Linked DNA regions of Mus musculus: regions 1, 2, 3 and 4 are each linked to region 5. The links are chromatin contacts, called in public Micro-C and promoter capture Hi-C maps. All regions are on one chromosome and are shown on one strand. The core of a region is the stretch at or near the end of the contact, and the rest is flanking DNA. Distances in the headings are between cores, read along the strand shown. Region 1 holds the start of Snx29 (sorting nexin 29). Region 2 holds the start of Shisa9 (shisa family member 9). Region 3 holds the start of Cpped1 (calcineurin-like phosphoesterase domain containing 1). Region 4 overlaps Snx29 (sorting nexin 29). Region 5 holds the start of Mrtfb (myocardin related transcription factor B).

What was found. Promoter capture Hi-C pulls out the DNA fragments that hold promoters and counts their contacts. Hi-C and Micro-C count contacts between places; a contact is called where the count stands out from the background.
Region 1: a contact with region 5 is called in a promoter capture Hi-C map of pre-B cells, with 3 times the contacts expected there. The contact joins the promoter of Snx29 here to the promoter of Mrtfb in region 5. A contact is called at or near these places in 4 of 39 promoter capture datasets (cranial neural crest, maxillary cranial neural crest, pre-B cells and 1 more), 2 of 115 datasets of contacts at active chromatin or transcription factors (astrocytes and large pre-B cells) and 1 of 9 other capture datasets (embryonic stem cells).
Region 2: a contact with region 5 is called in a Micro-C map of embryonic stem cells, with 4 times the contacts expected there. The contact joins the promoter of Shisa9 here to the promoter of Mrtfb in region 5. A contact is called at or near these places in 2 of 39 promoter capture datasets (cranial neural crest and hippocampal neurons), 1 of 484 Hi-C or Micro-C datasets (embryonic stem cells) and 2 of 115 datasets of contacts at active chromatin or transcription factors (astrocytes and pro-B cells).
Region 3: a contact with region 5 is called in a promoter capture Hi-C map of hippocampal neurons, with 5 times the contacts expected there. The contact joins the promoter of Cpped1 here to the promoter of Mrtfb in region 5. A contact is called at or near these places in 3 of 39 promoter capture datasets (cranial neural crest, embryonic stem cells and hippocampal neurons), 1 of 484 Hi-C or Micro-C datasets (uterus) and 1 of 9 other capture datasets (embryonic stem cells).
Region 4: a promoter capture Hi-C map of embryonic stem cells shows a contact between it and region 5, with 6 times the contacts expected there. The contact joins the enhancer-like site here to the promoter of Mrtfb in region 5. A contact is called at or near these places in 3 of 39 promoter capture datasets (embryonic stem cells, hippocampal neurons and liver) and 2 of 115 datasets of contacts at active chromatin or transcription factors (embryonic forebrain and pro-B cells).

The regions. Positions count from the first base shown.
Region 1 is chr16:11,319,798-11,324,285 of GRCm38.p6, reverse strand. It overlaps Snx29 (sorting nexin 29), which reads right to left and starts at 1,382. Exons shown (of 21, transcript NM_028964.4): 1 at 1,308-1,382. The coding sequence starts at 1,314. It overlaps Tnfrsf17 (tumor necrosis factor receptor superfamily, member 17), which reads right to left. Exons shown (of 3, transcript NM_011608.1): 3 at 4,218-4,488. The coding sequence ends at 4,328.
Region 2 is chr16:11,982,815-11,986,888 of GRCm38.p6, reverse strand. Shisa9 (shisa family member 9) reads right to left here and starts at 2,776. Exons shown (of 5, transcript NM_028277.2): 1 at 1,746-2,776. The coding sequence starts at 2,308. It overlaps Gm32278 (predicted gene, 32278), which reads left to right and starts at 3,144. Exons shown (of 2, transcript NR_155455.1): 1 at 3,144-3,331.
Region 3 is chr16:11,907,487-11,911,524 of GRCm38.p6, reverse strand. It overlaps Cpped1 (calcineurin-like phosphoesterase domain containing 1), which reads left to right and starts at 2,102. Exons shown (of 4, transcript NM_146067.3): 1 at 2,102-2,259. The coding sequence starts at 2,190. All of the region lies in intron 2 of Gm9961 (predicted gene 9961), which reads right to left.
Region 4 is chr16:11,453,676-11,458,235 of GRCm38.p6, reverse strand. All of the region lies in intron 13 of Snx29 (sorting nexin 29), which reads right to left. Among named protein-coding and RNA genes, the nearest start is that of Gm32100, 130 kb to the left of the region's middle. Within about 2 kb of position 1,660, at least 253 of the 459 cell types and tissues checked have an H3K27ac peak or open chromatin away from gene starts, as enhancers often do. A contact at or near this core is called in embryonic stem cells, hippocampal neurons, liver and 1 more, where this site is marked.
Region 5 is chr16:13,254,277-13,258,466 of GRCm38.p6, reverse strand. It overlaps Mrtfb (myocardin related transcription factor B), which reads right to left and starts at 1,986. Exons shown (of 17, transcript NM_001122667.2): 1 at 1,913-1,986.

The sequences.
Region 1 (4,488 bases), core at 133-2,632, 1.9 Mb after region 5:
AACATTAGTGTTAAGTTAGACCCAGTAATTTGCTTTGGCAGATGAACGTAAACTGTAAAAACCCCTCCATTAGTCCCCTCAATAAGACCACAGTTCCATAAACTTTGCTCTTGAGCAACAAAAAGCATCTAACGTTTTTTTAAAGATGCACAGAAATAATTTAAAAAACAAAAAATTAAGACTGCCCTTTGCTCCTTTGCCCTAGCACCCTCTCCGCTCCATGAAACACCTGAGTGCAAGTCTAGAGACTGGGTGCAGAGACGAAAATCCAGCTGCACAGTAAGAAAAAACAGAAACTACGAGGGTAGGCGGGTCCTCCTAAGGGAATCCAGATCCCTGAGTCCAGCAGGAGAATCAACAGCCAACACAAGCCTTCCCTGAGTCACTCCCATCTCCACGCGCAACACCCAGGAATGACTTAGCACCAAAACATCAAAACATCATCAGGACTCTTCAGAGGGAGGCTTGAAGACACAGACTCCGACAAAGGGACTAAACTTCGGTATCACTGAGCACAAGCCGTCACAAGCACCTGCCTCTCACTTCCAGACTCCCCACCCGCTCCACCTCCCTGCTGGTGGTATTGGCTTGGGCAACGCTTGAGCCCCATTTAGGTTCAGCATTGGGCAAGAAGGAAAGGGCTTCAGGACACAACCGGAGACTTCAAACGATGAGCTAGAGGAAGACATGGAGAGAACTGAAGCATGAACTAACAGCCCAAATACAAAAGGCACAACCGGGAGAGGGACGCTGCGAGGCTAACTGGCCAGCTCTGGGGACACAGGTGCAGGGAAGAGGAGGGAAGAAGACAAAGCTGTCCTAACACTGAGACCTCTGGGGACCCGGAGCTGTCGCTCTGGTTTGCTGTGTGTGACAGGGGTGTCTAGAGATGCTCTTTGCCTTTGGAGAAAGAGGAGTCACTGGGTGGAAGAGACCTGGAACAGAGAATAACTAAAAACCAGGGGCTGGTAACTGGAGCTGAGTCCCAGGAGGGTCACGGGAGAAAGAGGGACTAAGGCAAGTACCAGAGATCTGAGAATCCGGGGTGCGGAAACCTGTCAAAGGGATCGGCTGTCTGGGAGGGAATTGGGAGCAAGCTCTGCTCTAGGAGTTGGCTGTCACTGGTGAGGCAGAGGGACAGGAGCGCCAGCCCCGGGATAGTGGGAGCGGTGCAGGAGACTCCGGGCCAGGGCTCCGAGCCTGCGAGCGACCCCGCGGGGGTCTGCAGCGTGTGAGCACACCGGGCCCGGAGCGTGCGGCTGCAGTGGCGCTACGGGGCGGGTGACAGCAGCGGGGCCGCCACTCACCGCTCATGTTGCTGCTCCCGGGGCCGCCGCCTGCCTTGCCGCCGCCGCCGCGTCTGCAGCCGCCGAGCTCCACACAGGCCGGGAGAACGCGCGCCCCGCCCGCTGGCCCCGCCCCGGAAGCAGTGACTCTCCTAGGGCCCGCCTCCCGACCCGGAACCAAAATACTCGGGCAAATCGACGCCCCAGGGTAGCAGGGAAGAGAACCGGCACCTCACAAAATCAATGCCTCCCAATCCCCGAGCCAAGAAAAAGACATCCATTTAGACTGAAGTTCGGACAAGGATGCGATATACGCGTACCGAGAGCTTGGAGTAGTGTGTTGCATGTCCGTCAAACCAGCACTCGGGGGAAGGCAGGTGGATCAGAAGTTCAAGGTCAACCTTGAACTACTCAATGATTTCGAGGCTAGATGGGGCTGCTTGAGACTGTCTCAAAGAGAAGAGAGAAAAAAAGAGTAATGGGCCTGCAGGGCCTGGTGGTACAGGCTTTAAATCCCAACATTCAAGAGGATAAGTCAGGAGCCTGAGCTGCAAGAATTCAAGAGCTGTGGATGGCCGGCGTGGTAACGCACGCCTTTAATCCCGGATTTCTGAGTTCGAGGCCAGCCTGGTCTACAAAGTGAGTTGCAGGACAGCCAGGGCTATACAGAGAAACCCTGACTCGAAAAAAAAAAAAAAAAAAAAAAAAAGTTTGGTAGAGAGGGCACATGCCTTGCATGCAGGAGGCCCAAGCTTCAACTCTCTGTACAAACAAAAACAAAAGGTGAATTCAAAGCCATTCTGGGTAACTTCTCAAGACTCTCGAAATAAAAAGTAAAACCGGAGTGGTAAAACCGGAGTGGTGGATATAGTTCAGTAGTTGGAGTAGCACGTGCAAGGCCCTGCAGGCAGGAGAGTTTGTACTTTCTTGATGATGGATGTGGGAATAAAAGTGCAAAGCACAGTGATGCAGTCAGAATTTGAAACTTCACTTACAATCCTGGTGTGACCATGCACACCTTTAATACCAACATTCACAGAAGAATCGAATTACTGCCTGAGGCACTTGGGAGAATTTGTGGTGGGTGTGTGTGTGTGTGTGTGTGTGTGTGAGAGAGAGAGAGAGAGAGAGAGAGAGAGAGAGAGAGAACTTTCTAGAATGAGAATGCATTGTAATGGGTCTGAGGAGAATGACAGTGGGTCAGTGGGTTAAGGGAACTACAAGAGTTGTCCAACTGACTCTAGGCAACAGTGAGAGGAAAGGTGGGTAGGTGCTGAGAGAACACAAGAGCTAAATTCACAGCAACTGTGAAATCCAGGGTTTTGCCCTATTTTAAATATGGAGTTGAAAGACTATTTTGCCTGCTGGATATGAGGCTGGAGTCACCCAGCCTGGAGAACTTAGGCTCTTGATCAGAAATAAGAAAATAATGAAGAGCTAGAAACTGTAGTAGCTCAGTGGAAGAACACATGTGTGCCATCCTGGATTTGATTCCAATAAAGAAAGGAAAGGGAGGTGACTAAACCTGCAGGCTGCCCTTTACCAGTGGTCTTAAGTCCTACAGAGGTTTCACATGGCTTCAGCTAAAATCTTCCACCTTCCACCCTGGGAGGACACAAACAGCGCTCTCTCCCCAGATGCTAGCATCTTCACGTGGAGCTCTCCAACTCCACAAATGAGGCAGACCAAGTGTGGAACAGGTCCTGCCTTCCTATAATCCCAGTCCAGAGAGAATCAAGAGCTTAAGGCTAGCCTGTAAGGAAAATGATATGTCGAAAAACCAAAAAAAAAAAAAAGAAAAGAAAAAGAAAAATGATATGTTTTGATATGTTTTGATACTTCACACATTAACAAGCCTCAAATGTCTTGTTACAGTTTCATAAAATAAAACAGTCATTCACTGGCTATTACCCTGCTCGGACTCACTCAGTGTCTTGCTCCTCTCCTCTCCTCTCTTCTCTCTCTCCTCTTTTCTCTCTCCTCTCTCTTCACTTCCCCCCTCTCCGTGTGTGTGTGTGTGTGTGTGTGTGTGTATGTGTGTGTGTGTGTGTGTGTAAACTGGAGGTAGAACCTAGTACATTGAGTATGCTAGGCAAGTATTCTATCTCCCCTAAGCCAATCCTCAGTCCTGACAACATTTATAAGGTGGAGGTAATAATGGTCTACCTTCCTTATAGTATTTTGTATGTGTAAAATGACTTAGAACAATCTCTGGCACCATTAAGCCTACATAGTGCACACACCTGCACTTGAGCTGAAAACAGTACCAGGTTCGTGTTTGTCAGCAGTAGCACATGCATTTTTATGAGCATGCTGGCACCTGCTGCATTTCACACAGAATTAGCCTGGCTTCCACTTATAGAAAAACATGGGACAATCTTGCTTTCTTTGGCCATGGGGAGAATCCAGTTTGTCCTCAAATATACCTACCATGTTTGTGGGTGCCTGATAGAAACATAATATTCTGGGGCCTAGAGATGTTGGAGAGCTTTTTGTTTCTTTTTTATTTGTTTGTTTCTTCTTTCTTTCTTCCTTTCTTTCTTTCTTTTTTTTTTTTTTTAAGGCAAAGTTTCTCTGTGTGGCCTTGGTTGCCCTGGAACTAGCTGTCTAGACCAGGCTGGCCTCAAACTCACAGAGATCTGTCTGCCTCTGCCTCCTGAGTACTAGGATTAAAGGCATACACCACCACCACCTTGTTTTGGTTTTGGTTTAGAGAGTCAAAAATTCAACCATGGGCTGGAAGGATGGCTTAGTGGTTAAGAACACTGTTCTTACAGAGGACCCGGGTTCAATTCCCACCACTCACATGGCAGCTCACAACTGTCTGTAACTCCAGGATCTGACACCCTCACATCTCCATGCAGACAAAACAACCAATGCACATAAAATAAAACTACATAAACAATGTCAACTACAAAACCAGAATTAAAGGACAAAAAACTGTATTCTTGGTTGGTAAACGGTCATCCTAACGACATCTAAAACACCAGCTCTCCTGACAGAAGGTTCTCAAAGCAGCTTCACACCAGTTAGGAAGCTCATTATCTAGTGTGAGTTGGCTTCTCCATCCCCATGACACTTTGCAAAGCAGTTGGCACACTTGACTTGCCGTAGTCACCCGTTTTTGTGGTGACAAGAATGGTTGCCCCCTCCTCCATGGCTGGAAGCGGGAAGAAATGGTCAGAATCCCCCTTGGGTTTGC
Region 2 (4,074 bases), core at 1,527-4,026, 1.3 Mb after region 5:
AGACAGGAAACTGAGTTCCCACTGAGCCTCTGAGTATCAATGGAGAGCGAGGTTGACCTGCGCACCCAATCCACGGGAACTTGAAGCTGTAGCCTCACCCACAAACCTGCCAGGAGTAGCTCCTCTTCCCACCAAATCCCAAAAAGGGAAACTCTAGAACTTAGCAAAAAGGCATGGGGGAGATTTCAGCCCAAGTTAGGGTGACAGCAAGACAGCTTTCCTGTCTGAGTACTGGCTCCCTGCATGGCAACATGCATCCAGGGCAGACCTGCATCCATTTCTCACTCTCACCCTAAGGACAACAGAAGATGTCCCTGGATAGAGCTCTCCTAAAGTGAACCCCCTGGGAAGCTGGAGGTAGAGCACCTGGGAGTAGCAGGAGGTAGGCTGGGTCAGCACCTTTTCTTGGTTCCAGTTTCCTGGGTGCCCTGGGAGCTTATTTTTGTGCCCCAAGAAAACACCATCTACCACTAACCCAAACTGAGCAGAACTTCCCCACCTTCCCTCCAGATCCCTTATCTCTGGGAAAAGGAAAAACTCATTGGATACTCTTTCTCATCATATACACAGAAAATGATTACCAGTGGGGTGGTAATGTTCCTTTGCCTATTTTTGCTAGGTCTCTTTGTTCAGATTTTTAGGCATGTACACAGATAGCATGCACACACGCACTTGTGAGCTAGCACGCATACACACACACACACACACACACACCCTACGTGGGGGAGGAGGGTGTTGGAGAGTGAAGAGAACACTGTGACTTCAATGCCCAGACTTAAAATCAGTTGGACTTTGGCTCCAGCCATCCTGCTGTCATCTGGCCCACAGTTCTCCTTGCATCCCTCTCACTCAGACCTCATGCTAACCCAGCATCTCTCCCCTGGCTCCTGGCTTACTCTGCATCCTTCACCTCCAAAGTTATTGAGTTCTGGGAATCATTTTAGACACTTGGGGGAGGGGTTAAACAAAAAGGCAAATAGCTCCCTTAATCCCCAAATGCTTTCTCCCATCTGCTGCGACTTTGCCAGTGATAGGACTTGCATAATGAATAAAGGGAAAGGCAAAGTTGATGAATCAAGGTGCTTGAAGGGTGGAGGGGGCCCGTGGAGTCATCTCCAGGCCAGGCAAGGTGTGCAGCGTTGTGATGGCTGCAGCACAGAGAGGAATAGATGGTGAGGGAGAAATGGAATGGGGAAAGAAGAGGTTCTAATCAAGGACCCTCAAAGCTCTGGGGAAGCGCCAGCACTAGGAGGCTTTGGTTCTGGTGCACTCTCCCTAACCTTTGCTTCATTTTCGCTAGTGTACAAGTTGCAGGAGGTACTCACTCTTTCCCTCCGTTCCTCCCTCCCTCCAACACACAAGCACACGGATCATACACGCCCCCCCCCCCACTTCCTTTCAGGTTCGCCTGCCTCTGTTTACCTCCATAAATGGATCCTCTCCCCAAAACGCAAGAGTTTAAAGACCCGGCTATGTGTCTCAAGACCCACCATCATATCTGGTGAGAGGGAACAGGAGGTGGGCGAGGGGAAAAGAGACTTTCCCCTTCCACACTCGGCCTTCACTCCCACCTGTGCTGAGCCCAATGCCTTGCTTGGCTCAATGCTACAAGGGAAAGTTGTCGTCCTGGATGACATTCCCCAATCGGAGACCTTGGGGTGGAGGGAAGCACGGCTGGGGAATGTTGGAGATGGATGGGAAAGGAAAGTGGACCCAAAGAGGGGGGCGAAGGGGAGGCAGCCCACCTGGACATGTGTTCCCTTTGGGGCCGGTGCGCTTTCTCCAGCCCCAGCTTGGTGAAGATGCCCACCAGCACCATGACAGCCACCACCCCGCAGATGATGTAGACGATAAGGTTGGTCTTGTCCTTGGTGGGGTCGTGCAAGGGGTCATCCTTACGCGCTGGGGGCTTGCCCGTGTTAAGCCAGAGTGGCGTGTCGTAGTTGGTACAGGTGCTCTGGTTCAGTCGCCGCTTCTTAAACGTGCAGCAGAACCGGAAGCCACAAGTCCCGCAGCAGAAGATGAAGTCGCCCGAGCTGCAGTTGAACGGCGGGTCCCACTGGCCCATGACATCGAAGTAGCCCCGACAGGAGTCTGGCGTGGGCGCTCGAGTCGGCGGTGCGTCCGAGCCCCCGACGCCCTCGCCGGCCTCTCCGGAGGCGGCTCCGGAGCGGTTGCCCCCTGTGAGCAGCAGTACGCCGCCCAGTTGCGCTAGCTGCCCGTGCCCAGATCGCTCCTGCGCCCGGCACATGCGGGCACACAGCTCGGTGAGGAAGCAGCCGAGAAGCAGCCGAAGGACTCGGCGCATCGTGTCTCCCAACCCGGGCTGGAGCGCTCGGCCGCCGCTGGAGCCGCTACCGCCGCCTCTGGACGCGCGGCCGAAGCTGCCGAGGCTGCTGGCGGGGGCTGCGGGCCGCCGCTGGCCGCACATGCAGGGAGGCGGCGCGGGGCGCTCGGTGGTCGGCGGCCACTGCGCTCGGCTCAGACTGCGTTCGCCTCCAGCGCGACGCGCGCCGAGGAAGGGGGCCGGCCGGGGAGGAGCGCGCCGGGGCCGGGCGGGGACGGAGCAGGAGCGGGGGCCAGCGCGGGGTGCAGGTCCTGCTGGCCACCGGGGGAGGCGGGGGTGGAAAACAGGAGAGAGTCGCTGTGTCCGTAACTCCCTTCCACCCGCCACCCGGGACTCGGCTCCCCACGTCCGCTCGCTCGCAGGATGCTCTTCACCTCTCTAGCACGCCAAGTGCGCTGGAGAGAGAGAGAGAAGCGACACTTGTGGAATGAAGGGAGGGCCAGAGGGAAGGGGGAAGGGGAGGAGGGCGGATAGAGGAGGGGTGGTGGTGAGCGCTAGCTCGAAAGGGGCGGGGGCGCGTAAAGAGGTGACTCGGGCGGGCGGGGGCGAATAGGGGGCGTGCAGAGAGAGCTCGGGCAAAAGCAGCAAGCTCCACCGCTGCCAGGCTCGAAAGAACAGCTCTGATTTCTCGGCAGGTGGAAAGAACCACGGCCGGGACCTCTGGCACCCTCTCGGGGAGAAAGGTGCTCCTCACCCCAAGCAAAGACTCAGAGGTGGTTCCGCCCTCGATTTCCCCCCCTAGGGGTGCGTGCGCAGGAGCTGCGATTGCAATCTGTCGATCAGGGAAGGGGTGACTAGGAGAATCGGGACAGATTAGATGGCTTGCTCACTCCAAGACACACTAGAAGCAGTGTAGACAAGATCTCCCTCCTCCTCCCGGGCGTGCAGGAACTGCCTTGCCCTTTCCGGGGATGCGACCTCATGCCTGGCGCGAGCCTGGGATGGTTCGAGTCCCTGAACAGAGAAGAGGCTGGAACTGGGAAGGTGGGTTAGGTGTCAAACCCCTTGGGCTGTGGTAAGCACCCCAGAACAGGGGCTTGGGAACTCATATTAAAAGCTGGGTGGTCTGGCGAGGCGGTCAGCGGACAAAGCGAAGGCAATGGCTCACCCTGGAAGGGCTCTCCTAAGAACTCCCCTAGCCCTTAGGACCTGCCGCTTTCTGTCCCTCTTCGCCCCCGCAGCGAACGCTGAGCTCCACAGGAGGGCACACAGCGGCGCCGCCTCTGCGCTGGCAGTTTTGGCGCAGCGCAAGGCCTGGGCACTCATCCTCAGCCACTCGTTTCTGCAGCCCGCGCGACAGTCTCCAGAGCAGGCTGTCCCCTGTCCCCACGGAGCCCCCCTTCCCCGACATCCTCACCGAGGTTGTTTCCTTGGCTCCCAGCATCTCTTCTCAACCTTTCCAAATTTGTTCTCTCTTCCTTTCTCCTGACTGATTCCTCCCAGCCCTCCATAAGCCCTCGACCATTTCTCCTATTTCTTCCTGCCCTCTACTTGAATTTGATTTCAATAGCCCCTAAATCAGGATTCACATCAAAGCTGCTAAGCTAAATTTATATCCCCACACGCCCTGGCGTTTTGTTTTTTAATTGTATTAACTGAGTATGCTCTTTGCAGTAGGCTGGGTGAATCACAGAGGAAGCAATGTTTTCTGTTCCCTCTCCTCTTGTTTGGTTTCAGCTGCAGGACTCTTGGGGGAAATTTTCAAAGGACCACGAAGTTGGGCCACA
Region 3 (4,038 bases), core at 853-3,352, 1.3 Mb after region 5:
GAAGACCACATTTCAAAGGTGCTGTGCAAAGAAAGAACTAGATCCATATATTTAATGAGTTGAGAGACTTGTGGATACAAAAATTACTGCCTGAGATGTAGGCTAGGGCTGAGTCCCTCGGAAGTATCAGGGCTTTGGCTCTCAGCCATTCACTTTCACTTTGCCCATTTCGTCAGATCCCTCCTCATGTCCAGGTTGTATGTGGCAAATAGAGGTATGATGATTAATAATTACCATGGCTAATATACTTACTACTTGCCACTGCAACTGTTACTTTAAGCAGTTTGACATACAAATCCATCAACTCTTGTTACTTTGTTCACGACTATGGCAGAAACGGATCAGAGAAAGGTTTTTATGTTGCAGATGCTTGCACAGGAACTTAGCCAAACATCACAAAGATGTATGGCACAGGAGCTTCTCACCTCAAGAAGGGCAAGCGGCACACTGTCACAGGAAGTGTTTAGGAACAAGATTATCTCCAAGACACGCCTTCCAAAGACCTTTATTCTTTAACCTGGAATCACCTTCTAAAGTTCTCTGAACCTCCCAAACCACTGCCATTTGTTAAGTTTTAAACCCAGGACATGGGTGAGGTGCCAGTTTAGCACATCAAAGTGGACCTGGCCTCCAGGTTCTTCCAGCAGCCTCAGTTCCTACCTGATATAGGGTATGGCTGGCATATCCCACCCTTTACCCTGAACACTCCAGCCCAGAGGCTGGGCTGCCCTTCCCCCCCCCCCCAGGGGCTCTTCCCTATATAGTCCAGACATTTTGTTACCCAGCCTTTTTGTACCTTTGGCCTCCTGGCTGCTGCACCTGGTTCTTTTCTTCCCTCCTTCTCCTTACCCCTTCCCCTTGCCCAGTATTAGATTTTCACAGATGTCTCAGCTTTTGGCTACACTCTCCCACAGATAAGCTTTCTCCTCCACCACACCTAGGGGGAATTCATATCCTTTCCCTTCCTTTTTATTTCTTTTTCTTTCGTTCACAACTAGCTGGGGACAACTTCCAACATGAGCCTACGGGAGACATCTTATGTGCAAATTACAACATCATCTAACTTTCTCACCAACCCAATAACCCTAGGTATTGTTATTGTTCTCATTTGACAGGTAGGAAAACTGAGGTGCAGAGCAACTAATTTTTAAGATCATACCTAAAGTAAGTGGTAGTATTAGGATAAACCCAAGTAGCTGAGACACAAGCTCATTTGTATTTCTGTCCTAAATTGCTAGGACTTATATCTGACTCTAGTTCAAGGTCATGGGACATCATCCTAGCTCTGTTAACCATACGAACATTTCAGGCTTACACTTGTTGAGAAGAAAATTTAGCAACTTGGCAGATCCTAGGAATTCCCCTGTAGTGCTTAATAAATGTATCCTCTTTTTGGAGATCTGAATTTAACATTTTCCACCTCGAAATCTGGATTGCTACCAAGTGTGAGGGTTGTAGTCCAGTGTAACGGCTTTTGAGTTGGATAGATTTTGTCTTGCTCACCTGCAGCTCTTAGCTTTCAGGAGTTGTGTCTCTCTCTGAGTGTCAGTTTCCCCATCTGACAAGTGCAGTCAATGAGGTAACAAGCAAAACACAAAGTACTTCGGGCAATGCCTGTTACCCAGCAACAACAGTGACAGAATGACAGTGGCAATGTCCAGGCAGTCAAGATGCCTTAAAGACTCTTGAGATTATGGTGGGCAGTTTGGAAGGGTTGCAACATAAAACTTAGGACATCAAATTGAAATGGAATTTCAGATAAACAATATTTTAAAAATAACTGCTTAAGTATCTCCCAAATACTGCATGAGATATATTTAAGCTAAACGTGGGTTTTGTTGGGTTTTTTTGTTTGTTTGTTTTTGTTTTGTTTTTTCCTATTCTTGTTAACCTGAAATCCCAAATTATGAAGCGGCCCGATGCGTGTTACATAAGACAACTCCAGGCCTCAAAGCCTCAACCCCCAGTCTGTTCCAGTGAAAGTTGGATCCTGACCCCGGGAGGATCCCACTAGGGGTGGCAATCTCCGTGTTCTGCCCAGGCAGTACTAGCAGCACCCAGAGCGGCCCCGCCCCGCCCGGCCCTCCTGGAGGGCAGGTTCCAGAAGCTGTTCCAGGCGGGGCTGCCGGGTGGTGTGGAGTCGCTCCCTCCTCTCACAGAACGTGCCCAGGCAAGGCCAGTCGCTCGCCATGTCCGCTATGGAGGCGGCGGATGTTTTCCACAGAGCCCGGGGCAGGACCCTGGACGCGTTTTCCTCAGGTACTGCTTGGCTCTTCGCCTGGGAAGGGGGGCACTCCAGAGCTGCAGAACCTTCCGCGAGGGGAACCTTCCGGTCGCGGGCGCTCACTTCTATCCGGATCCCTTCGTGGGTTGCACACAGCACCGGGGACCGTTGTCGGAGTTGTTCCTCCCTCGCAGTGTTGGGTGCTTCGCTGGCCTTGACTTGACCTTGCAAACCACAAACTTAAAAAATAAAGCAAACAAACTAAACAGAAGCGGGGCGGAGGTGGCAGAGAAGTGAATGACTGCTTGGGCTCTGCTACGGGGCCTGTCTTCTCTCTTCCTTGGCAAGCTTCTGCGGGGCAGCTGACAAGCGCTGTGTGTGTCAGGGGCTGTCAATTGTAGTGAGAGTGTTTTTATATCCAGTTGCTTACTGTAACCGTAGAAAGGGAAGGCATTCTGGTCCAGGTAGCGTTCTTGGAAGTTGGGCTTAGATAATCTGACCCAGTCTTGCCTCAAAGGGAGCGTTGTTAACACATCAGACTATTTCTGTAACCTTGGGTGTGGAACACATGCTGGGTGTTAAGCAAATGATAGGCCCCAGCAACTCAGAGGATACCGGATTGGTTCCTGTTTCCCTGTGTTTCCTTTGGATCTTTGGGGTTGATTCTTCTCTGGCACTTGGCTTAGAATCACAGGAACGCTCGCCTTGTTATCCAGCCTCTAATTTGCCTGAACTGCTCTGAAAAAAGAATCAGGCCCGTTCCAAACCCGGAGGGCCTTGGCACCTGCTCTCCTCTGCTCACCTGGTGGGACTTGGAAGTCTGGCACCTTCTCAGCCTTCACATCCTATTTTCAGGTTCATTTCCTCAGACTTACCTCTGCCTAGCTAGCCAAAGAAGATCAATCCTACAGTTCTCTGCTAGGCCTTTGTTTCTTTTCCCCTCCTTGCAGTTCAAGGTTCTGCACAGGTGCGCACAGCCAAAAATCCACTGATGGTGGACTGGGGAAAGTCCAGTCTGCAGTGTTGCCATTTTCTACAGATTTTAATGTGTCTTAGGTTTTTGTTTGTTTGTTTTCCCAGCCTACATGTTTTTGAGATGCCTCCTATTCTAAGTAGTTCTCCTTCCTTCCTTCCTTCTGAACAGTATCCCATTGATTGCGCATTCGTGCTGTATGTTTTGTTAATGGATGTGCTGAGTTTTACCAACTTGGTGTCTTTCTTGTCTTTGCTTCTCCAGATTTCTCTTTGCCACAGTGCTCTAGGAGCGACTGCTTGCAGGAATGAACTCTTTGTCCTGATCCTTAGATTGGCAGGAGAGCTGGGCAAGAAGACACTCAGCCAACCAGAAGCTCCCACGGGAGATTAGGGGGAGGAGAAACAAACACCTGAATGTGTATTCCTGCACTTGATGCCCTTCCAGGGTTCCCCTTTGTAGACTGTATTCCTCCCTAGAAGGCCCTGTTTCTCCCAACAGTCTTTATGTTCTTAGACTCTGTTCCCAGATGGAGGTATCTGAATGACAGTGGCTCTATCTTTTGGCTGCTTAATGTTCCTCATAGTCTCTTTATATTCATCTCATCCCAGATAATCCCTTTGAAAATGACTCAGGCATTTTCTTAGTTTTAGTATATTTACTATTCCTCCCTTGGTCCTGACTGATACAATGACCATTTAGTTACGTGCTTTTCATTCTTGTAAACAGTATTATAGTAAGCCTTTTTGTACAACTGTCTTTTATAAACACATGGGAGAATTTCTTCTGGAGCAGGGATGTGGGTTATAGAGTATAATCATCCCCAGATTTACCAGGTATA
Region 4 (4,560 bases), core at 411-2,910, 1.8 Mb after region 5:
ATACCTGGCAGGACATTAACATCTGGGCACCAGACCTGTGCAGTCTGGGTCTCGCCTCTAGAAAGCCTAACTTAATTAGTCTGGAAGGTGGCCTGGGCCTAATAGTTCTGTAAGCTTCCCCTGGGGACTGAAATGTGCAGCCAGAGCTAAGCAGCATGGTTAGCACTTTAACCCAGAGAATTCTTTATTAGAACGTTAGTTATGTCTGAGCAACACCAAGCCAGATGAACTCCAAAAAGTGACTGTAGCCTTGAGGTGTAGGAATAAATTACTTCCATGGTCCCAGCTCTGGCTAAGGATACCTGCAGGGGCCTCTGGGTGGCACTTATCAGCATTAACTCTTGCAAAAAAATCTATAAGAGTAAGACTGTTTCACCCTGGCTTTCCAAAGGAGAAGCATTAGGCACTAAGTGGCCATCTGCCATCCCACATCCACTGGGAACAGAGGCTCCTATGTAAATAAGTATTTCCTTAAATGGTGCCTGAGGCACCTCCCTCTACCCCAGCCTCAGACAGAGCTGACAATGGTAGCACACTCTTGTAATCCTAATATTTTCAAGGCTGAGGCAATGGGACTCTGAGTTCAAGGCCAGCCTAGGTTATACACTAAGTTCAAGAACATCAAGAACAACCTGGGCTATCTACCAAGCTTCTGCCAAAACAAAAACAAAAACCAAACAAACCCAAAGACTAAAGTAAACTGACGCAAAACTAATCCCACCCCTGCCCCACATCATGCCACACTTACACCTGAGCATGGCTGGCGCACAGAATCACTCAGCCAAATGTTTAACATCTGTGTCTATACACCCCATCCCACCCCACCCACCCCTCTTCAATTTAAACACATAGGCTCACGCAGCCATGCTCTGTTCATTTCTAACTGATAAAGCTTACCACAAAACAGCTGCTCTTTGAAGAGTTAACAAATGAACAAGGTAAACTACAGAGCCTGGAAGAACTCCGGCAGCACCAGACTACAGGTGAGCAGTTTCCACTGAGACAGATCTTTGCCTATCCTGATGCTTGGGCCTAACACACAAGTCCCGACTTATACATGGATTCCCCTGCTCTCAGCTGCAAGTTAGGGACCTGGGGCTGCTGCTGAGCATGGAGCAAAGGTGGGACTCTCAGCTCATCACACCAGACAAGTGACTCGTCCAGTAGCCTGAATGAGGGAGGCAGAGGGAAGGGTGACTGGACACAGTAGGTGCTCAGAAGATCACGTGGGGAATCAGGTCAAGAGGATGACTAAACATACATTCTGCAGTGTTTCTGCCAATGGTCCTGAGAAAAAGGACAAGGGAAAAGGCTGAGGCAGGGATTCTCTTGGTGGCAATGCTGCCCCCTTCAGGTGTGGGATAAGTAGGCATGCCTGGCGGCATAGTCAGGCCAAAATGTAGAGTAGGCTGAAGACACCATTCCTTCTGAGAGGCTGGGGCAGTACACAGTGCTGGCTCGGCCTCCTAGGGCCATCTGTAGGAGACTGGTGTAGAATCTGAACCTGGAGCCGCCTCTCACAGATGCTGACAGCCCTTCTCCTCTGGGGTCTGCTGCACTCTGCATTTTCATTCCGTATTTGCTATAAACAGCCACTCTGGTCCTCCCTCTCTATGTGCAAGCTGTGGACCAGGAAGTGCTTTATAAGCTGTGGGTTGGGCCTTATTCGCCAGATACTGAGGCCTAGTGAGGAAGTCTGAGTCTTTGCTCTAGTTTAGAGACCTGTCTTGCTCACTTCCGTACTGGAGTGACTCAGCACTTTCTGCTTAAGCCTGCCTTTGCCTAGCTACCACTGATGTAGAATAACTTTATTGGCTCTGTCAGTCACCCTATACCCTACGGCATCCTTCCCCGCCCTCTACATCATCTCACCTCACCAAAAATCCCCACCTCTTTCTTCAACCCTATATAAAGGAAAGACTGCTACAATAAAACAAGTTCCTGCTCTGACAGACTCCCGGCCTGGGTGTGTTTGTTTTGGGCTGCAACAGTCACCATCCCACTCAGCCCTGGAGAGACTAGGCTGGCCCTGCCAGCAGAGAGCTGGCATCTGTGGTTCACTCTGTCCCAGAACTATCCTAACCAATGTAGAACAGAGTCTGCTTCTATTATGAATGGCTTCTTGTTCATTTCTCTTTCACATAAACTATAAGCTAGCTTCCTAAATCACTTGTGTTATATGTATGTTATATTAGTTATGGACATTAGGAGTGTCACCAAGAATGTTTACAAAAAAGGAACAGCAAATCTGCTAGCATGAAGTCCAAAGACGGCAAAATAGATGACTAACAAGGTCACTAGAGGTCACAGTTTGTGAGACATAAACCACAGAAAGCAGCCAGAGGAGGTAGCATAGTGTACTCACTCCTGTCAGATTCCACTGAGGGCTGTCGGCCCAACGCCACTAATACATTAATTTGGAACATCTAAAGCACCTAAATGGGATGGGGAGGAATCACCATGGGAAGTCTACAGTCACTGCTGCCCATCTAGGGAAGTCCTCTCCAGCCCCACACTCACTCCTGCAGTTCAGAAAGGAAAGGATGCCACCTCCTGGATACAGGGAGCGTTGATCTGGGCCTGAGAGCAAGAGATGCCTGCTGCTGGGGAGACGAGGTGAAGTGGCTGGGCACAGCACAGCCATGGTCTGTTACAGATCCTCTAGTCACCATGAGAGAAGATCAAACCTGATAATGAAGCCAACTGCAAGAAAAAGGATAGAGAGATGTGGAGAAACAGGTCTCCTTCACAGCAGGAGTTCCCTAGCCACTCCACTGCCCTTCTTCAGAGGCCTCTAAGTGGGCTTCTGTCATCCATGAATGCTCTCACTAGCTAAAGCTAAAGTAGAAGGGATTTCCAGAAAGCTTCACTTCCCAAATGGTGAGCAAAATAGTCTTGGAACAGGTAACAAGCAAGTCCAAGAGCTCCCTAGAACTGAGCTATAACTAAGAAGAGCCCAGTGGGCATTCCTTGGAGATAACTTGGGTCAGGTCACACCACCACTAGCCCCACAACACTTCCCTCCCTCACCAGACCAACTTCACTGAGACCTATTTGAGCCAGGCATTACGTCAGCGGTAAGAAAAACCAGGTGAGCACAAGAGCATGCCCCTCCTGAGGAAGCCTCTGGCCTAAATTTGAGCCTTTGGTGGCAGTACGCTATTGTCACTGCTAGTAGTAACTGTTGTGCAATGCTGGTGCCTGAGCATGAGCACCACGGAGAGCCCTTACCTGGGTAGGTCAGGAGATGCTGGACACAACCTTCTGCTGATGAATGTTCTTAAAGTGACAAGAAACAGAAACCCAACTCCAGTTCATCTCAAGAGCAGTGGGGATTCATCAGCCCACACTGTGAGAAGGTCCAGAGAGGCCTTCAAGAGTAGGTTGGAGCCGGGCGGTGGTGGCGCACACCTTTAATCCCAGCACTTGGGAGGCAGAGGCAGGTGGATTTCTGAGTTCAAGGCCAGCCTGGTCTACAGAGTGAGTTCCAGGACAGCTGGGGCTATACAGAGAAACCCTGTCTTGAAACAAACAAACAAACAAACAAAAAGAGTAGGTTGGCCCAGCATCCCAGTGAATCCTGAAACCCAGCTCTCTTGCCCACCGCTCCTCATTTGAGTGCCTGCATACCCTCACCCTATGCTGTCTTCCCTCATGAGAACACAATGGCCAAGGCAGCTCTAGGCTTCATACCCCAACAGAAAGTTACCCAGAAGAGAGAGCCATCCAACAGACAAGAGATGAGCTCCCACCAAAGTTCTGAAGACCCACCCCTGTCTCCATGGCAAAATTAGACCACATGTCATTTCTGAAACAGTCTAGGAACCCTGCAGCAATCTTGCTGGAAGGAGATGGAATTACCTTGACCAAATTAGATATGTTAGACCTGAGCTGGAACCCGGAAAATGTCAGTTTCTGCCACTCCTGTGTAACTTTAATGCTTTCAAATCCTTTTTAATGATGGTTCTTAAACACTTTAACCTCTCTTACAGCCCACCACTCACCAGAGGTAGTGGGAAAGAAAGGATATGAGGGGCGGGCTTATGGACCTGTTTAGAAAGGTTCTTTGGAGCAACTCCCATCTGTGTTATCTAGAAATAGCAGTTCAGTTCACAGGTCAGCAGCAGCAGCTTGCTCTACTCACAAACACTTCACAGACATACAGCAGTCCAGGTTGGTAGCGTCGAGATAACAAACACAAATCAGCAGCAGTGGCGCTACCTAGCAGAGACAGCCAGGCCTCAGCCTCTGCACAAGTCAGCAGGAGGCACCAGGGCCAACAGGAATGCCAGGAAAAGTTCTCAGCTGTGCCAATCTCAGTGAAATGAAGATCAGCAAAGCGAGACCACCAAGTGAGTCCTTTTTATACCCTCCAAACATCCCGTGTCCTCCCCGGGTCTTGCCTCAGCACATGCATCTGTCTCAAAAGTCACTGCCAATCAGTCTGCAGAAGCGGCAAAAAGCCGCAGCACACCACCAGAAGTTGCTTGGTGCATATCTCTCTATGGAGTCCTGACAAATGGAGTTCAACTATACAATGTAAGGCAGACCAATACATGC
Region 5 (4,190 bases), core at 737-3,236:
CATCACCATCCTGGCTTCCAACTCCACTCTCACCTCATGCCAGTCAGCAGTTCAAGTGTGACCAACATTTCCAACAAGGATTCCCCCAAAAGAGAAACAACTGCAGATGAACAGGTACTAACCTGGCTCCTGAGAGCCAGAGATGATGATCCATGAAAGAGTCCCTAGCCAGAGGCTGTCTTTTTATGTATCAGACTCACAGAGAGAATTTTATTTTTACTTCCCAGTGAAAAGTGTGTATTAGATTCTGCTGTTATAATTAGCTAGATAGTGGAGCGTGTGCTTTATATAGTGGTTCTCAAGAGGGCAGAACTGTCCCCATAGCACATTGTTAGTTACTGAAGAGACTCCTAGACGGCAGCGGAAAGCATCTGCAGTGTTTCCAGCCCTGGACCGAGAGCCATCTAACACATGAGTGGTGGAGGTGATAATGAAGGCTACCCTGGCCCACTATAGATTAACATACTTTAGGATTCAATATTGAACCATGTGGCAAGTCATTCTCGAAAACACCCACCACCCTGCCCCAATTATGTAGTCCAACAAGGTGAAGGAAAGGGAACTGTGTGAACTTCCACAGCACATTACACCTGCATCTACTAGACACACATGGAGCATACTGCCAAGTGCAACAATTTCAATCTTCTATTTCCTTATTACTAACAATAAGCATGAGGGATTTTGTGTACTCCATTAAATGTAGAGAACTCGGGCTTTGTATTGGTTACAATGTAGCCTGGAATACAGCATCCCTGGAGGGCTGTATTATCTGAGCCTAACCAGAGACAGGCTGTGATTTATCTTGCACGCTGTCAGTCAGCCTACATTGTTTTTCTCATTAGCATCAATTACCCCAAGTAACACGGTTTTATCTCAGGTCCCAATCTTTGTTCCTGACTTTGAGACTCACTGTCCCACAAGTGCATGCGTACATACGTGAGTGTGTGTCTCCAAACATACTCACTAGCCGCAGGGTCCGTGATATTACGTCCTACCTAGCTGGGTGTCTGGGCTGCACTAACGCCATAGCACGTATTTCTTCTTCACATCTAAAGGAGAGCACTCTACTGACCTTGGATCACGTATAGGAAGATATAGTATGAACTTCGTGTCAGGGTGGCAAACATTTGCCACAGAACCAAAAGTTAGGAACTTCACAACCGCTCATCCTAAGAGTGCGATCTCAAGCTTCAGAAAAGAATCAAACTTTTCAAAGTTTCTTTGCCTGAGGCAAACCTTGAGCTATCCTCGTGGCCTGAGACCCTACACCCGCCGCACCCCTCGTCACTGTCACACCGCGTCTGCTCATACACAGGGCCAAAGGGTAGCTTCTGAACACTGAGAACTAGGCAAAGTTTCAGGGACAGAACAAAAGCGGTGGAAAACTTTCTCCCTGGAAACCCGGAACGCTGCGTGCGTGCAATTTCGGGAGGGCTTGCAGACACACCCTCTGCAGCCCCGCGGGGACCCCAGGGGAAGAGCCGCGAGCAGGGCTGGGGAGGAGGATGGAAGGTGAGTCCGGGGCGTGGGCCGTCCCCATCCCACCACGTCCCCGTCGAGTGGCTCCGGCCAAGGCGCTGCTGCACCTCACTGCAGTTCCAGCGTGGGAGCGCGCAAGCGAAGCGCCTGGTACCAACTCCAGGCTGCCCGGGAAGATCGGGCCGCGGCCGCACACAGGGGACCCCCGACGAGGGAAGCCCGGACCCGGTAGCCCCGAGACCGCGGCCGCCCCGCCCCGCCCCGCCCCGCGCGAGTCCCGGGACAGCGCGCACCCGGAGGCGCCGCAGCAACCTCGAGGGGCCACCGAGGACGCGGGCCTTCCGTCCGTCCCTCTCCCGGGGCCCGGCCTCGCCCTCCGCAGCTCTCCCCTGCCTCAGTCCCAACGGCCGCCTCGCACCCGCTCGCCGCTCACCTCCCCGGCCGCTGCCGCCGCCGCCGCCACCGCTGCCGCAGCTACCACCGGATCTCGCGAGACTTCGCTCCGCCCCCGTGCTTACCCTCCTCCCGTCTGAAGGCACGGAGCCCGTCCTGGAAGCTCCAGGTAGCGCCGAGCCGACTCCCGGAGGTTTACACCCTGCTTCCCTTCTCCCACCCGGCATCCGCCCTCGCCCCTGACCCGGAAAAGTTAAAACCCAGGTGCGAGGCCGCCCGCTCCCGCCGCGCTCTCACCTGGCTGCCCCGGGGCGCATGCGCAGCTGGGCTGCGGAGCTGGGAGCTCTTTGGTTGCTGCCTAAGCTCTGGCTGCTCCCAGTCAGATAGATGGTCAGTCAGTGCCGGCTACCCTAGCAAGCAAACAGCTCATGCTGCCTCACTAAGTGCATTCTTGCCGCCTCCCCATTCCAGAAGGAGGTTGCAGCGGACGAGCAGACCGGCCTGTGGAGTCGGTGCGTTTCTGATGCCACACCCGCACCTGTAGGAACCCCTCCTCTTGAGCCCTGCCTCACTCTCCACCCCTCTGTAGTTCTTCCGAGTGGAAGAAGTGACCCCAATAGGGGGTCTGTTGCAACCCATCTTAATGCAACTAGACAAGAGAACGCTTTTCACACTTTCTCCAACTCTGTAGAGCCCTAAAAGCAAAATATGTTCGAAAACAGTGGGAGAACCCAGGATAGAATGGTTCATGGACATAGAGCCAGGGCATTCGTGGAGTTAGGTCAGCTGTTCGGGGCCACAGGGGGTCGCATATCAGATTCTGTGTATCATTTACATTGATTCATAACAGCAAAATAACTTTATGGTTGGGGGATCACCACAACATGAGGAACTGTATTAAAGGGTCCCAGCATTAGGAAGGCTGAGAACCACTGCATTACGGTGTGACTTCTTCCCAAAAGAAAACTTAAGAGTAATTGCTTCTAAGGAAGAGAGGCTGGCATAGTGAGATGCACTAAAGTGGGTACCCATAACCTCGTGCCTTAGAGTTTTACTGCTGTAAACAGAAAATTGCCATGACCAAGGCAACTCTTATAAGGACATTTAATTGGGGCTGGCTTACGGGTTCAGAGGTTAAGTCCGTTATCATTAAGGCAGGAACATGGCAGCAACCAGGCAGATATGGTACAGAAAGAGTTGAGAGTTCTACAGCTTCATCTGAAGGCTGCTAGGAGAAGAATGGCTTCCAGGCAGCTAGGGTGAGAGCCTTAAAGCCCATGCCCACAGTGACACACCTACTCCAACAAGGCCACATCTTCTAATAGTGCCACTCCCTGGGCAGAGCATATACGAACCATCACACTTCCGAAGCCTGCAATAAAGAAAATACCCATATGGTCTTAGTAACACAGTATTTGAATTTGCATGACTCTAGGGCCTGGCACTGCCTTGTGACAAGGTCTTTGTCTTAGTTTGAGTTTCTATTGCTGTGAAGAGACATTATGACAACTCTTATAAAGGAAAACATTTAATTGGAGCTGGCTTACAGTTCAGAGGTTTAGTATAGTATAGTCATGATGGGAAACATGGCAAAGTGTGGGAAGACATGGTATTGGAGAGGCAGCTGAGAGTTCTACATCTGGATTTTCAGGCAGCAGGAAGAGAGATTGAGCCACTGAGCGTGGCTTGAGCTTTTCAAAACTCATAGCCCACCTCAGTGACACACTTCCTCCAAGGCCACAGCTCCTAATAGTGCCATACCCTGTGGGCCTATGGGGGCCATTTTTATTCAGTCTTGTTTTGTATATTCCTGTGAGCTGGCCCCTCTGTGACAGCTTCTGCAGAATCAAGAGCCTGGAAGGTTCTATCTCATCCCTGAAAACTGCACTGAGGCCTGCTAAGCTAACCCATCCTGATGATCTCATAGTGTCAACAAATGTGGGTCCAGACCTTCCTTACCTGTGCTGCCTGGAAACCACTCCTCTTACAGAGACCGAACATATAGATGTTGAACGTGATGATGTAGCCCAATAAAATGGGGTGTGGATGAAGAAAGGAAATCCCAGACCTCCATAGGCAGGTTCTCCAGGGAAAGAACCAACAGATACCCTATAGATGCATGAGAGGACTTACCATGGATGCTAAGACCCACAATATGCTGCCAGCAAGACTAGCAATGATGGAAGACGCGACAAGTTCAAGTTCAAAGGCCTGAGAACCAGAATTGCTGACGATATAACTCTCAGTTTTAGGCTGAAGGCCCAAGAAAAAGGAAGGAGTTGGGAGGGAACTGGCCACGTCTCAGAGTCTGAGAATCA